2 separate regions of the Arachis hypogaea genome follow, and region 1 is linked to region 2. Evidence: chromatin contacts called from public Hi-C data. All regions are on one chromosome and are shown on one strand. The core of a region is the stretch at or near the end of the contact, and the rest is flanking DNA. Distances in the headings are between cores, read along the strand shown. Region 1 has its middle 14 kb from the start of LOC112782600. Region 2 holds the start of LOC112784230.

Region 1 (6,526 bases), core at 2,988-5,487, 110 kb before region 2:
TATTTATTAACCTAAACAAAGTTATATGCTCAAAATCAAAATTTATGTATGTTAACTTAAACAAAGTTATACCACTATTTTATTATTATTATTATTATAATAATAATAATAATTATAATAATAATAATAATAATAATAATAATAATAATAATAATAATAATAATAATAATAATTACATCCTATATGTAAGTAATATCGTAATGGAAAAAAAAATGTAGTAGAAAAAAAATAGTGGTATATCTTTGTTTAGGTTAACATACATAAATTTTGATTTTGAGCATATAACTTTGTTTAGGTTAATAAATACATACATTTTAATTTTCAGTATATATATATATATATATATATATATATATACCAGCAAAATGTAATAATGTAAGAAAAAGGTTTTAGAATAGAAAAGAATAAGAGAGATTTTGAGAAGAATTAAAGGAGAGGGATAATTTTATTGAAAAAAAATTTTAAGAAGAAAAGATATAATTACTAATATTTTGTTTGTCAATTACATTTCTATTAAAATTAGTAGTATAAAAAAATATTTCAAATTTAATATTATGAAGAAAAATTAAAAAAAATTATATAAGGACGAGTTTGACTAATTTTTAAAATTTGAGGGATAAAAATAACTTACGTCTAGACTGTCAATGACTATTTTGACTATAAAAAACTTTTTCACATATGCCACGTGTCATCATCCAACTGACGGAATGACTAATTTGACTTATATTTTATTTTTCAGGGACTAATTTGATTAAAAAAAAAATTATCCGGGGACGAAAATAAAAATCGCGTGATCTTTCATAGACGAATTTGAGTATTAACCCTTTCTTATCGTTTATTCTTCATTCGTATTTTCTTATCAGTGTGGCTTCGTTCCTGTTTTTATTTGTGGCGGATTCTTCTCCGTTATGTATATGTTCAGTTTCGATAGAGGCCAGGTATAATGTTCTTCTTCCCATCAATTTCTTATTCTTTCAATTGATAATGAGTTGAGAAAATTGCTTAATTTTTTTTTTATGCTGAGAAAATCAAAGCTTGGTGACATTGAATGAGTATTGATTCAGTCATATTGCTAAATATGTATGTATGTATGTCTTGTATACGAAAAAGATGCTTTCCTTTAAAGAAATGAATGGCGTTCTTATTTCATTCCTTTGAGAGATAATTATGAAGAATCCTCGTTAAAAAACATTACAAAAGCGAAGTGAAGAAGCGTAGGATGTTTGGATTTGGGATTATAGTTGTTAGAATCGAATCCTTAATCAAATCGATTAAGTTATTGGGTCATTGAGTCACTGATTCAACCGGTGAGTCACGGGTTGAACCGATCGATCCGATCCTACGTAAATAAAAATTTAAAATAGTCAAAAATTTAAAATTAAAACTTAAAATACATATTTTTACTAACATTTTAAAAATAATCAAGCTATTCTAAAACAATATCGAACAAGAACAATAAGTATTTTATTATTTTTACTTTATCATAAGTATTTTTATTTGTTTTTATATTAAAATAACTATTATTTTTAAATTTTAATAATTTATTAATTAGTTTATACCTATTATATTATTATATATTATAAGTATTTATTAAAAAAATAATATTAATAGATATCATATAATTGTGAAAAGAAAAAATAAGTAAATTTATAATTATTGTTAAATAAAAATACAATTAATTTAAGAATGAGTGAGTTTATAGCTAAACTAATAATAAAATATGTACTTAGGATATCATATAAAAATGACATATATACTTTAAAAAGCATTAAAAATAACCAAAACGAGATTAGCCTAGTGGTTATTAGGTTGGTCGTTATGCTAGAAGATTCGGATTTTTTATTTAAATAAATTAAATAAATATTTTATTTATTGAAATAAATAATTATAAAAATTATTATGGAAGCATTGTTATCAGAATTGGATCGAATTGGTCGGTTCGACCGGAAAACCGGTAAAAATATGCATATTGAAAAAATAGAATTAAAATGAGTGGATACAAGATATTGAAAATTTTAAATTTAAAAAAATGAGAAAAAATTGGTGAAGGAATTAGTTTAGTGCACGGCATTCAATTTTAGGGACTAAAATGAGTCACTTAATGTAAAGTGAGGGACTAATTTAGTGCATCTACAATGATGACATAATGGACGACACGTGGTCGAATACTGTTGTAACACGTGGCACAACCATCCACATCAGCATGCCACGTGTCACTGGTCACCACATCATCATACCATTACACGTGGCTAAACCATGGAGTGACACGTGTCACTAACAGCCCACATCATCAAGTCATGTCATCACGTCGTTAATGAAAAATAGGTCAGGGACTAACGTGGTGCACTTTTGTCAGTTTTAGAGACGTAATTGGTGCAATTGGAGTCTCAGGGATGATTTTAATGCACGACGTCAATCTCAGGGACTATTTTAGAGTTTAATTCAAAATATACAAAGTAAACTTTAGGTATAGATATATTTTTTTGTTTTCCATGGTACTTTACAGGTTAAGAATTAACCCGTCGTAGATCTAAACTCTATTTAAGAGTTTATCACGAGATAATGAGTTGTTATATACACGAGGCGAAATTTGAACTCAAAGTAGATGACTGAGTTAATCACTCGCCTATCTCAAGTTGGTTTAGATATATTTAAACTTTAAATTAGAACCATCTATATGTATTGAAAAAACTAGAACTACACATGCAAATGTCTGTACACACACTTATTATAATATTTAAAATGATGAAAAGATAATTTCACACATATTATAATATTTAAAATAATGAAAATATCATTTATAATATTTTTTTTTATATTTTTGATATGATTAAATATTATTTTTTTATATGTTTTTCAAAAATTATTTAGTTATTCATTATCTCGTATTCAATTGTGAAATCTACTTATTATAGTATTTATGGTATAAATAAATTTTTTAACTAAAGTAATAATTACTATATTCAAGACCATTTTAATAAAGAATATTAATACAGTATATTAATATATAGATAATATATTTTTATCCTAAATAATTTTCTAAAAAATTACTAATAATTTTGATTGTATTTAATTAGAAAATTAAGTTTTAATTTAATTATCAACTAATTAGCTAGTATCAAGAAGTTAATTATTACTATTTTTATAAGTTGGTTTATTTATTTATTTTTAATTTTTATACTAAATCAAATTTAATAAAATAATTATTATTATATGTTAAATTTAACAAAATATTTTTTAATATAAAACACAAAAAAATAGTTTATATTTTATGTTGGGAGAAAATATAATATAATAAAGAGATAAATATATACATCAATATATAATTATTAATATTTTTTTTTAAAATCTTTGTGGGAGCAAATGCCCCCTCTTCTTTATACTTGGGTCCGTCCCTCGCTATAACACTGCGACTGCGATTGCCAGTTCGGTCATATGACAACAAATCTGTCGAAGTGCATGAATGCAGTTTTCAAGGGTACACGATACTTGCTGATTTCTATCATCATGTGCATCACGTACGAGAAGTTGCAGATGTTGTTCGTCACGAAGGGCAGGGAGGCACAGTCATAATCGACAGCTGGAAATTCCTTCTCCTAAAGGCTTATGAAAGCCATTGAGAAGAACAGAGAAGGCATCCCGAAGATGCGTGTTACTCATTGTGATTGACGGGCTTCCGTGTTTATTGTGGAGGAGTTAGAGCCGTTCGAGGGTTGATCGTAAGGTTCCTTCCGAGTTTGGTTAGTGGTGCGTACGTGTGACTGTGGCCTCTTTCAGTCACTCCACTACCCAAGACAACCCACGGCACCGCTCAAAGTCCTGAAGCAATGGCAGCCACCGCAGATGGACCAAGTTGTTTGACTTGTCCATCATTAGGTACCCCTCGATCAGTAACAAGATGTAACACCTCGCATATTGTCAGAGTGTCTCCGGGTCGTTCATCTATGGCATATGGCGGACACGGTCCCGCAGCCATGTAAGCTTCAGCTAGAACGACTCCTTCCTCTATGCCCCCTGCTGTGGAACCACCGGAGGTTTGGCACCGAGCAGCTGCTCCACCAACTCCCATGTCTCCATGCCGTACCACCTGTAGAAACCACGGAAGCACCCCCAACTGGCTCCCCATGTGCGTGTAGCCCAAGGTGGTACGCCACGTCCTACAGGGTGATAGTGACCTCACCCCACGATAGATGGAACATGTGGATCTCCGGACGCCATCGCTCCATGAATACCGTGATCAAGGAGTTGTTGAATACGAAATCCCTGAGAGGAATCATGTCGCCGAATCCAGCCTCCCTCAGATACGGGACGATGGCGTTGGGTGGTGGAAGCGTGTGGCTCACTCGCCGGGGCAGAAGTAAGCGAGGCCTCTGACATAAAAAAAATATTTCACAATTATTGCTTATAAAAAATTTGTATAGGTCTATCAATATATCAAACTGGCTTAACTATTCTATACATTTGCTTAACAGAATTTTACACGTATGTACTAACTTAATTTATGTCGACACGATATTTTCCATTAATATGTACTTACTTAACTAATACACATTTTCTCAATACGTTACGTGAAATTAAAACATTCAATAAAATAATTAATAATCTAATTATCAAACTTTAACTTAATAATCTAATTATCAAACTTGAATAGTTAATAACTAAATTAATAAATTAAGAAACGTGTGACCAATAAACTAACCCTAACGGTTGGAAAACATCTACCCCAGCATTTAAACTCTAAATTAATAATTATGTAGTTAACAACTTAATTACCAAAAACTCATAACCGCATTCCTAGAATTATTAGTTACTATCAGTGACCTGTTCCTAATGATACAAATTGTATTCTTGTTCTTAAGAAGTATCCTAACCATGGCTATACATATATGAGATTACATAAACATCAAGATAATGAAACTAACCTCAAAGTCCGCTGCCCGGCGTAGTGCCATGTTGCGTTCAGCCTGTTGATGTCCCGATCACGTGCATCTACGCACGTCATCTTTGTCTAACTCGATAATATAGTCAGAAAGGGGTAGAAGAGACGAGAAAGTGGTGGAAAGGTTAGAACTGGAGCCCAGAACCTCGTTGTAAACGACATTTATATATAGGCATCTCTAACCTTATCTCGTCAGTCTTATCTTGTTTACACTATAAACGAGATATGACTGAGGGATGTATTTTCGTAATAATTTTTATAATTATTTATTTCAGTAAATAAAATATTTATTTAATTTATTAAATAAAAATCCTAAAAGACCCAAGTTCAACTTCCTTCCATTGAAATATTTTAAAATTTTCTCAAACCCAATGCCTATTGACTGTTGACCGTGTAGGTTGACTCGTTGACTGGTTCGGTTGAGTGTCGTTTTGGCCGGTTTATGCCAGTTTTATCAGTTCTTACCAGTTTAATCTGGTTTATTTTCTTAAACAGTTAGAACATTAAACCAAACCAAACCAAATTAGTGTTTGGTTCACCAATTTTTCAGTCAAATCGACCGGTCTAGTCTGATTTTGATAACTATGCTTGGGACCATTGTTGTGCTTTGGTGGTTTAGGCTCGAGTCTTTATCCCCTTTTTTTTTTATACAATGCATGCAATTAAATTCCAATTGAAATTTGAGCTTTAGTTGAGTAATTAGAGTTGACCTCTGCTTGGTACAGTTCTGACATTTTAAACATATTGTCCAATTCAAAGGGAAGGAATCAAACTTTTTCCTTTTTTAACGATGTTGACACATCAAGCTATTTTCTTGTCCTGATTATTTGTTTTATTTATTGTATAACATACATGAGATGTGAATTTGGTGCAGGTCATTCTTTCTCTAAGAGGTAAGATTCTGAATATTGAAAGGAGGACGAAGCTGCAATGTACAAAAATGAAGAGATCCAAAATCTAATTCCTGGTCTTGGCCTTGGAGTGAAAGGTTAAAACTTTCTTGTTTCCTTCATTTATTGTTGAATTTGACAATTTGTGAGCCAAATTATTTTATTCTTATATCAAAGTTCTGCCATTTCAGATGAAAATGGCTCCAAGAATACATATAGAACAAGCTTGGCAAAAACAAATAATAAATCTACAAGTTGTGAGGAAGAAGTGCTAGTATTTGTTGTTGGCTCTTGGGATATCATAGACTTTGATTGCTGTATATTTTTTTTATCTTGCAAGACAATGTATTTATATAATGAAGTATGACAACTAATAGCATAAGAGTTATATGTATAGTTTTACTTAATACACAATTATTTTTGTTTTGCACAATTGTTCAAGTGCATGATTGTACAGTTTAAGATAATAATTACAGAAATTAACAAAGAGAATACAGAATTTGATTATAAATATGTGGAAACATATAATTTTAGGGCAAAATTACACAATACAATTAAAATTCAGCTAATGCATACTTTAGGTGTAGAAAATTAACAGAAAGAATACAGAAATTGATCACATTTTTGTAGAAGTACAGAATTTTAGGTACAAAATTATACAATTCAACTAAAATTAAACTGATGCTTAACGTAGGTA
Region 2 (6,656 bases), core at 2,697-5,196:
GTTTTACCAAATTTTTAATTAGGTCCCTATACTTTTTTCCTTTTAATTGAGTCCCTATACTGCTTTAATTTTGTAATTAAGTCATTCCTAGTATAAAAAATATTAGAGTTAACTGAAAATTTTTTCGTAAATTGAAGGTATTTATAATTAAAAACTTAATTAAATCTTTGACCGCATGTATTTTGGTAAAAATATTATGTTAATTTTAACATTTTTAACATGAAAAGGACGTAATTATAAAATTAAAAATAGTGTAGGGACCCAATTAAAAAGAAAAAAAACATAGGGACCTAATTAAAAATTTGGTAAAACTATAGGGACCAATAGAGTAATTAAACCTATATTTATTCTTGTTGTATGTAGCCTCAAATGCAACAACATCTCCAAACAATTCATATTCCTCTCTACATAAACCATCACACCAAAAGAGATTTAATAACCTTCCATCCGTCGCCCGAAGCTCTTGGTAGTATAAAGATTTATCCTTTGCAGCCATCTCCTCAAAAAATTTAATACTCTACTCACATCCTCTGGAATCTCACACCTCACCTTAGCTATTTGATTTTACATGTCTTTAGGACCATAGTTCAACTTGTCAAAACCGCCACTTTGACTTGCTAGCAAAGCATAAACCTAGGATGTGCTAATTCCCAACTTGCGCATGTTGTTTATGAGTGCAATTTCGGCTTTGGACATACTCCGATGACCTGGCAATAACCTACTCAACTGTCCTTCCAATAGTTTGTGATTATGAACATTTGAAAATCGGGTCACATGCCATCTTCCATTTACCCTTACAAACTTGACTTGGAATTGTGCTTCGCACCCAGTTCTTGTCTCATTCTTTGGTTCCCTTTTTCTATTTGGCAAAGTGTACCACTTCTCTAATCGGTATCCTTGTCAAAAACACACAAATCTCTGCAAGTAAGTCTTGTCATTTGAGTTCTTCTAGTTTTTGTCTTTTCTTGCACTGAAACATTTGTTGTAAAATTCAAAAGCAATGGGTAGGGTTCCAAAGTGAAACTTGTCAACTTCAACCTCACCAATACTTAAAAAGTCATGTTTCAATAAATCCTCAATTGAATCCAATCCATATGCATCATCATAATCATAATCTGTCAATTCTTCAAATATCTCCTCACCGTCTAACTCATCACCCAACTCTTCTTCCTGCTCTTGCAACTGCAACTCATCTAAATATGACTCATCACCAGAATACTTCTCATCATAAAAAATACTATCCTCATGCTCATACTCACATTCATCCATTATCTCGTCCTCTCCCATGAATGACATTTGCAAGGAAATAATCTGAAAATAAACAATACCGTAATAAAAATTAAGATCTGAGTACTAAGTACTATAAGACAAAATGTCTTCAGATAAAGTTCCAAAATTTAGACTTACAAATGAATAAATCAAACAACACCAAAATATGTATGTTATTTATTTTTTGCCTAATAAATTAAACACTACACAATGATAATTAGGCATAAAATATTAACAAAACTTAATAATAAGTTCGTATCAGTCTACATAACATTATTTTTACAGACAAAATTTTTTTATCAAATGACTAAAATTCACTATAGAAAAAGTCACATGTCTCAAACTCAAAGAAAAGCAATCAAACAAAAAAAAAAGGAGTACAAAATTTTGATTAAAAAAATGCAAAGTTTAAACAATTTTGGGTCCATTCAATTAACAAATTAACAATTTTAGCGATCATGAATAAATATTATATCATCACAATAGCTTACAACAATAATCACAATTAAAAATTATTTTAAGTTTTAACTTTTATTTACATACTAGTAGAATAAAATTCAACATCACAAATATGACAATATAATAACCACAAATCAATAGCAATATCACATTTAAAGTAGCATCAATTTGCAAGCAAGAAAAAATCTTAACATACATTATTAGTAAAATACTAACTAGTATCAACCAAGACAAATTGCCAAATCCCAAAATAAAATAAGTATAAAACGAGTAAATGGGTATTGCAATGCAAAAAATTTGATTTAACAATATTTAAAAATAAAAAAACAGACAGACGATTGAAAAATTATTACATTTTATTTAAATAAAAAAAGGTAACATTCAAATTTTTGCAGTGAATCAAAAGCAAGGTGAAACCATAGAGGATAGTATTTACCTATAGTAGTAATAGCACGCAGACGAAGCCACCTATGACGGGACAACAACGAAGGTCAGAAGAGGAACAAGCGCCGATTCACCAGGTCTTCGATATACAAAACGGCAGATATGGAACCCAAGTTTAAACCTATGACGGCGAGAAGTCGATCAGCAGTGTCTTGTCGAAACACTGGATGACCATGGAAGTATCACGACCAGAGAGGAAAGCGTGCCAGGTATTGTAGTGGCACAACAATGACCAGGGACTGGCGGCGTCCTGGAAGAGTTGCGTGCAATGACAGGCGGCGGCTTGGAACTCCTGACAGGGCGGCAGCGTTTTTGAACCTTGAGGTTATTGGGGAGGCAGCCCTATTTTCTGCTTCAGCATAGTGGCTGAAGAAGAAGTTGATTCACGGTCTAGATTTCTTGTTGTATCTGGGTCGGGTGGGTTTGGATTTTTTTCTTGGGCTTTGCCCATATCAAAAAAGAAAAATTGGTTAAAATAAAATTATTATTAATTATAATATTAATAATGTAAGGGAGTTTTAAAACTCCAAACAATACCGGAGTATTGTAACATCCACCTTCTTTCATCTTCTTAACCATTTATTTTCTTTACTCCACTTTCATACTCTTCTTTCATCTTTTTTGCCTTTTCATCTTCTTCACTCTTGCTTCTCCAGTTACGATACCAATAAGCATAGGAAAGAGACAAAAGAGAAAGAGAAAAAAGAAGAATAATAAGAAGGAATGACACCAGATTGGACGAACTTTTCTTCTTCTTTGTTGGTTGCGCAGCTGCAGAATGAAAGAGAAGATGAAGCTAGGATTTTGATAAAGGAAGGGCAAGCTCTAGTATTTACAAAATATATTAGGGATAAAGATAGGGACTGAAAGACAAAAACTGAAATAAGTCTCATGGGAAACAGAGATTGAAATAAGAATAAAATTTTAATTTAATTTGCATAAGGATAAAGTTGAAATTAATTAATTGAAATGAGGATATTTTAGATATAAAATATTATTAAAATTTCAATTTCTGTCGTAAAAAATTTCAGTCACTTGTGTCATCACTTTTTAGAAGTATTAAAATACTAAAATTTTGAAGACAGAGACTGAAATTTTAGTACCAGTCTTTGAACTAACAAACATAATACTAAATTCCAATTCTTCAGTTTTCGTTCTAATACCTCAAAACAAATACTACGTATATGTCTTAAGTGGAGGCTGATACAAAAATTTAACTAAAAAATATGTATAAAGATGTATATTTTGTTCCTGTTTCTTAACCAAACATATTATAAAATGTGATATTATCCTTCGTTTTGTTTTTATAGTGCATCCAAATACAGCCCAACCAATTACTAACGTAAATTTTTTTTTATAATTAATTGCTAAGATTTAGGATTTTATATAAGAAGCAAAATATATAAAAAAAAGTGTTACAATAAAATTTTAATTATGTTTTCTAACATCAGATATAATTTAATTAATAATATGTAATATTCATAATAGCTAATTCACTAATTATTACGGTCAAATTTAACAGTATCAAATTTAATTATAGAATAATATAAAACTCATTTAAAATTTGTCACAAAAATAAAAGGTTTTAGACAATAAGAATAGCTTAAATGACATTAGTCTTTCTGTTTAGACAATGAAAATAGTTCAAATGACATTAGTTTTTCTGTACTTAATTAAAAGGTTGCGAATTCGAGTATCTTATCTTTGGTAAAAAAAAAAAAAAAGAAATGAAAGGTTTTAAATGTTAAGGATATGATGACCAAAATATTTCTTTACCCTCCTCATTTTCATTTTCAACACCCCAGAATCTGAATGGCCACTCGCACACGCAGCAGCATGAAAAGTGAACAAGTGTCTACTGAAGATGTCGACATTGAAACTGAAAATGATAGTGAAGAAGAAGAAGAAGAAGAAGAAGAAGAAGAAGAAGGAGGAGGAGAAGGAAGAGGCTCTTCCAAAAGGCTCAGAAAAAATGAAGAACCTTCAATGTACGAGCACATTAGGGACCAAAGGATGAAGGAGAACCAAGAGCGAATGCAGATGCTTGGATTATTGAAACTCTCTCAAAAGCTCAAAACCCAACACCAAAACCCTCAACCCAGGCCCAAAAAAAACATTGATAATGCCTTACCGTCAAGGCGTTCTTCTAGGTTTTCTCATTGTTTTTACTGCTACTCTTTTTTCGCATTTTGTTCACTGATACCATGTTTGTGTGTCGTTTTGGTGAAGTGGAAGCTGAAAGATTCTCACTTTTTTCATGGATTTTGCTTCCGTGTAGTTAAAGTTCATTACTTTAATTTTTGTCACATTTTTAAATAGGGTATATGTCATTACAACGATAAAGCTATGGGAATTTTTAACATCGATTTAACTCTTATGGTTTTTGGATTTTCCAAAGATGTGGATAAAGCTATTCTTTTTAAAAAAGGAAATATATATTTCATGGATTTACAGAATAATGACCCTAGAACCAGTTAACTATGCTGAAAATAAAGAAAAGGATAGAGAAAAGCGAGATTCATCAAGTAAAGATAGCAAAGACAACATTGAGATTTTCATACCTGAAGGTGAAAACCCAGAATTTTACACTGAAGAGCAGGAGAAGCTTCTGGGAGATTCTGATACCATTTGGGAACTGGGTGTAGATGGATGTGATGTAGATGGGAGCCGTATGTATGATTCAATCAGGGGGGAGACATGCCATCAATGCAGGTAGTTTACTGGCTTATATTGATTATTACTTCATGTTGCTCTTTGATTTCCTTGACTGGTTTAATATTTTCTATTCCTACATGACATTATTTCATTCTGAAACTTTTGTTACAAGATAGAAGATACACATGCATGCATGCATGATGCATACTTACTTATATGTCGATAGGTTTATGTTTCCCTTGATTAGATACTGTTTGCAATGCCTGGTCCATTTGCCATAACTATCTTATAAGAGTAGATGTTCTATTTGAATTTTGATCGGAGCCATCATGGGTTATGCACTTATGATGCTGTTATATCAAAGCTTTATGCCGAGTCTGGCAGTTTAACTGTTTATTTCTGCCGCAATTAGTACTTGAATGCCTCTTATCATCTTAAATGTGTTTTGATAGAAGAACTCAGGTTCCACTTCCTCTTTGTGGTTCATGCATAAAGTTGTCACATCAAATCTTCCATGTAATACTTGTTTCCTTGTTTTGTTGCAGGCAGAAAACTCTTTGTCAGCACACAAATTGCAACAGATGTGAGTTATCTCAAGGGCAGCTTTGTGGAGATTGCTTGTACACAAGGTAACATTGCTTAAGCTGAGGTTCAGATTGAGCCGATTAGTTTTCTTATTGCTTCGATTTCAATACTTGAAAGAAAATGCTGCTTTTGCCATATCCTTGTGTTAGTCACTATTGTTCGGTTAAGGTTAATGCTAATTATTTTCTAGTGTTACTCTATAGATATGGTGAAAATTTGTTAGAAGCCATTGAGAATCCCAAATGGACTTGCCCTTCTTGTCGTGGAATCTGCAACTGCAGTCGGTGCCGTAAGGCAAATGGTTGGATGCCCACCGGTAATATATACCACAAGGTTAGTTACTGCACAATGTGCTCTTCCCTTCTGTGTTATTCTCTCTATTATAGAGGATGGAAATAATTGCAGGTGATAATAGCTATTGATTTCAGAATCTTCTTAAGTGGTGCCATCTTCACTTTGTTTCATCTTATTGTTTTGGAAATAATTGGTGGTATGATAAGGTGTCAAAACTGGGTTTCAAATCGGTGGCACATTATCTGATACAAACACGCCGCACTGACAAAAGCTTGGAGGAAGGCTCAGGTGCTGAAAATGTTGCTGAAGAAATACCTCAGATCCCTGCGGACACAAACCAGAATAGAGCAATTCGCACCAGAAGAGGCTTGAGGAGATCATAATGATGCAAAGGGCGTCAAAAGAACAGAGTGGGAAAAAGATTGGCATATACGCAGGTACTTGAAGACAGACATTTTTGTTTTTTGAGAATGATGAAAGATGTAGTTCTCTTGGTGTTTGTTTGAGATGGATACAGGCTTAGCAATCTGACTAAAGAATATAGCCAATTTACCATTACTATATTGACGATGTTCTTAAGATGGTTATCAAAAGTTGTAGCAATTGGTGTTTGGCTGTGGGTTGTGGTTATGTGGTATAGTTGTGGTTTTGTTGAAGAATGTTATCAATTTTAGCCTCGGATTAAGGATTGCAACTTTGCTTCTTCGATAGTATTAACACAAAGATGAGTGATATCTACTATCTACTACTATTATATATTACAAAAGGAGTCAATAGGAGTAACATCCATGGTTTTGAAAACCAAACCGGACCAGCTGGTTCAATTGAGACCAGGAACCGATCTCCTAGCTAATTCGGTTGAAGTGAAAAACCACCAGGGAAAAAATCAGAATGAACCGGCAGCTAACTCGTGAACTGATTGAACTCGGGCGATTTTTTAAAAAGATTCA

What was found. A called contact is a pair of places that touch in the nucleus more often than the background predicts.
Region 1: a contact with region 2 is called in a Hi-C map of leaf, with 2.7 times the contacts expected there. The contact joins the enhancer-like site here to the promoter of LOC112784230 in region 2. A contact is called at or near these places in 5 of 8 Hi-C or Micro-C datasets (leaf and an unstated tissue).

The regions. Positions count from the first base shown.
Region 1 is chr20:43,388,217-43,394,742 of arahy.Tifrunner.gnm2.J5K5, reverse strand. No RefSeq gene overlaps it. Among protein-coding and RNA genes, the nearest start is that of LOC112782600, 14 kb to the left of the region's middle. Within about 2 kb of position 4,237, at least 1 of the 3 cell types and tissues checked has open chromatin away from gene starts, as enhancers often do.
Region 2 is chr20:43,278,964-43,285,619 of arahy.Tifrunner.gnm2.J5K5, reverse strand. It overlaps LOC112784230, which reads left to right and starts at 3,946. Exons shown (of 5, transcript XM_025827372.3): 1 at 3,946-4,322; 2 at 4,627-4,884; 3 at 5,373-5,456; 4 at 5,616-5,745; 5 at 5,818-6,409. The coding sequence starts at 3,985. The coding sequence ends at 5,952.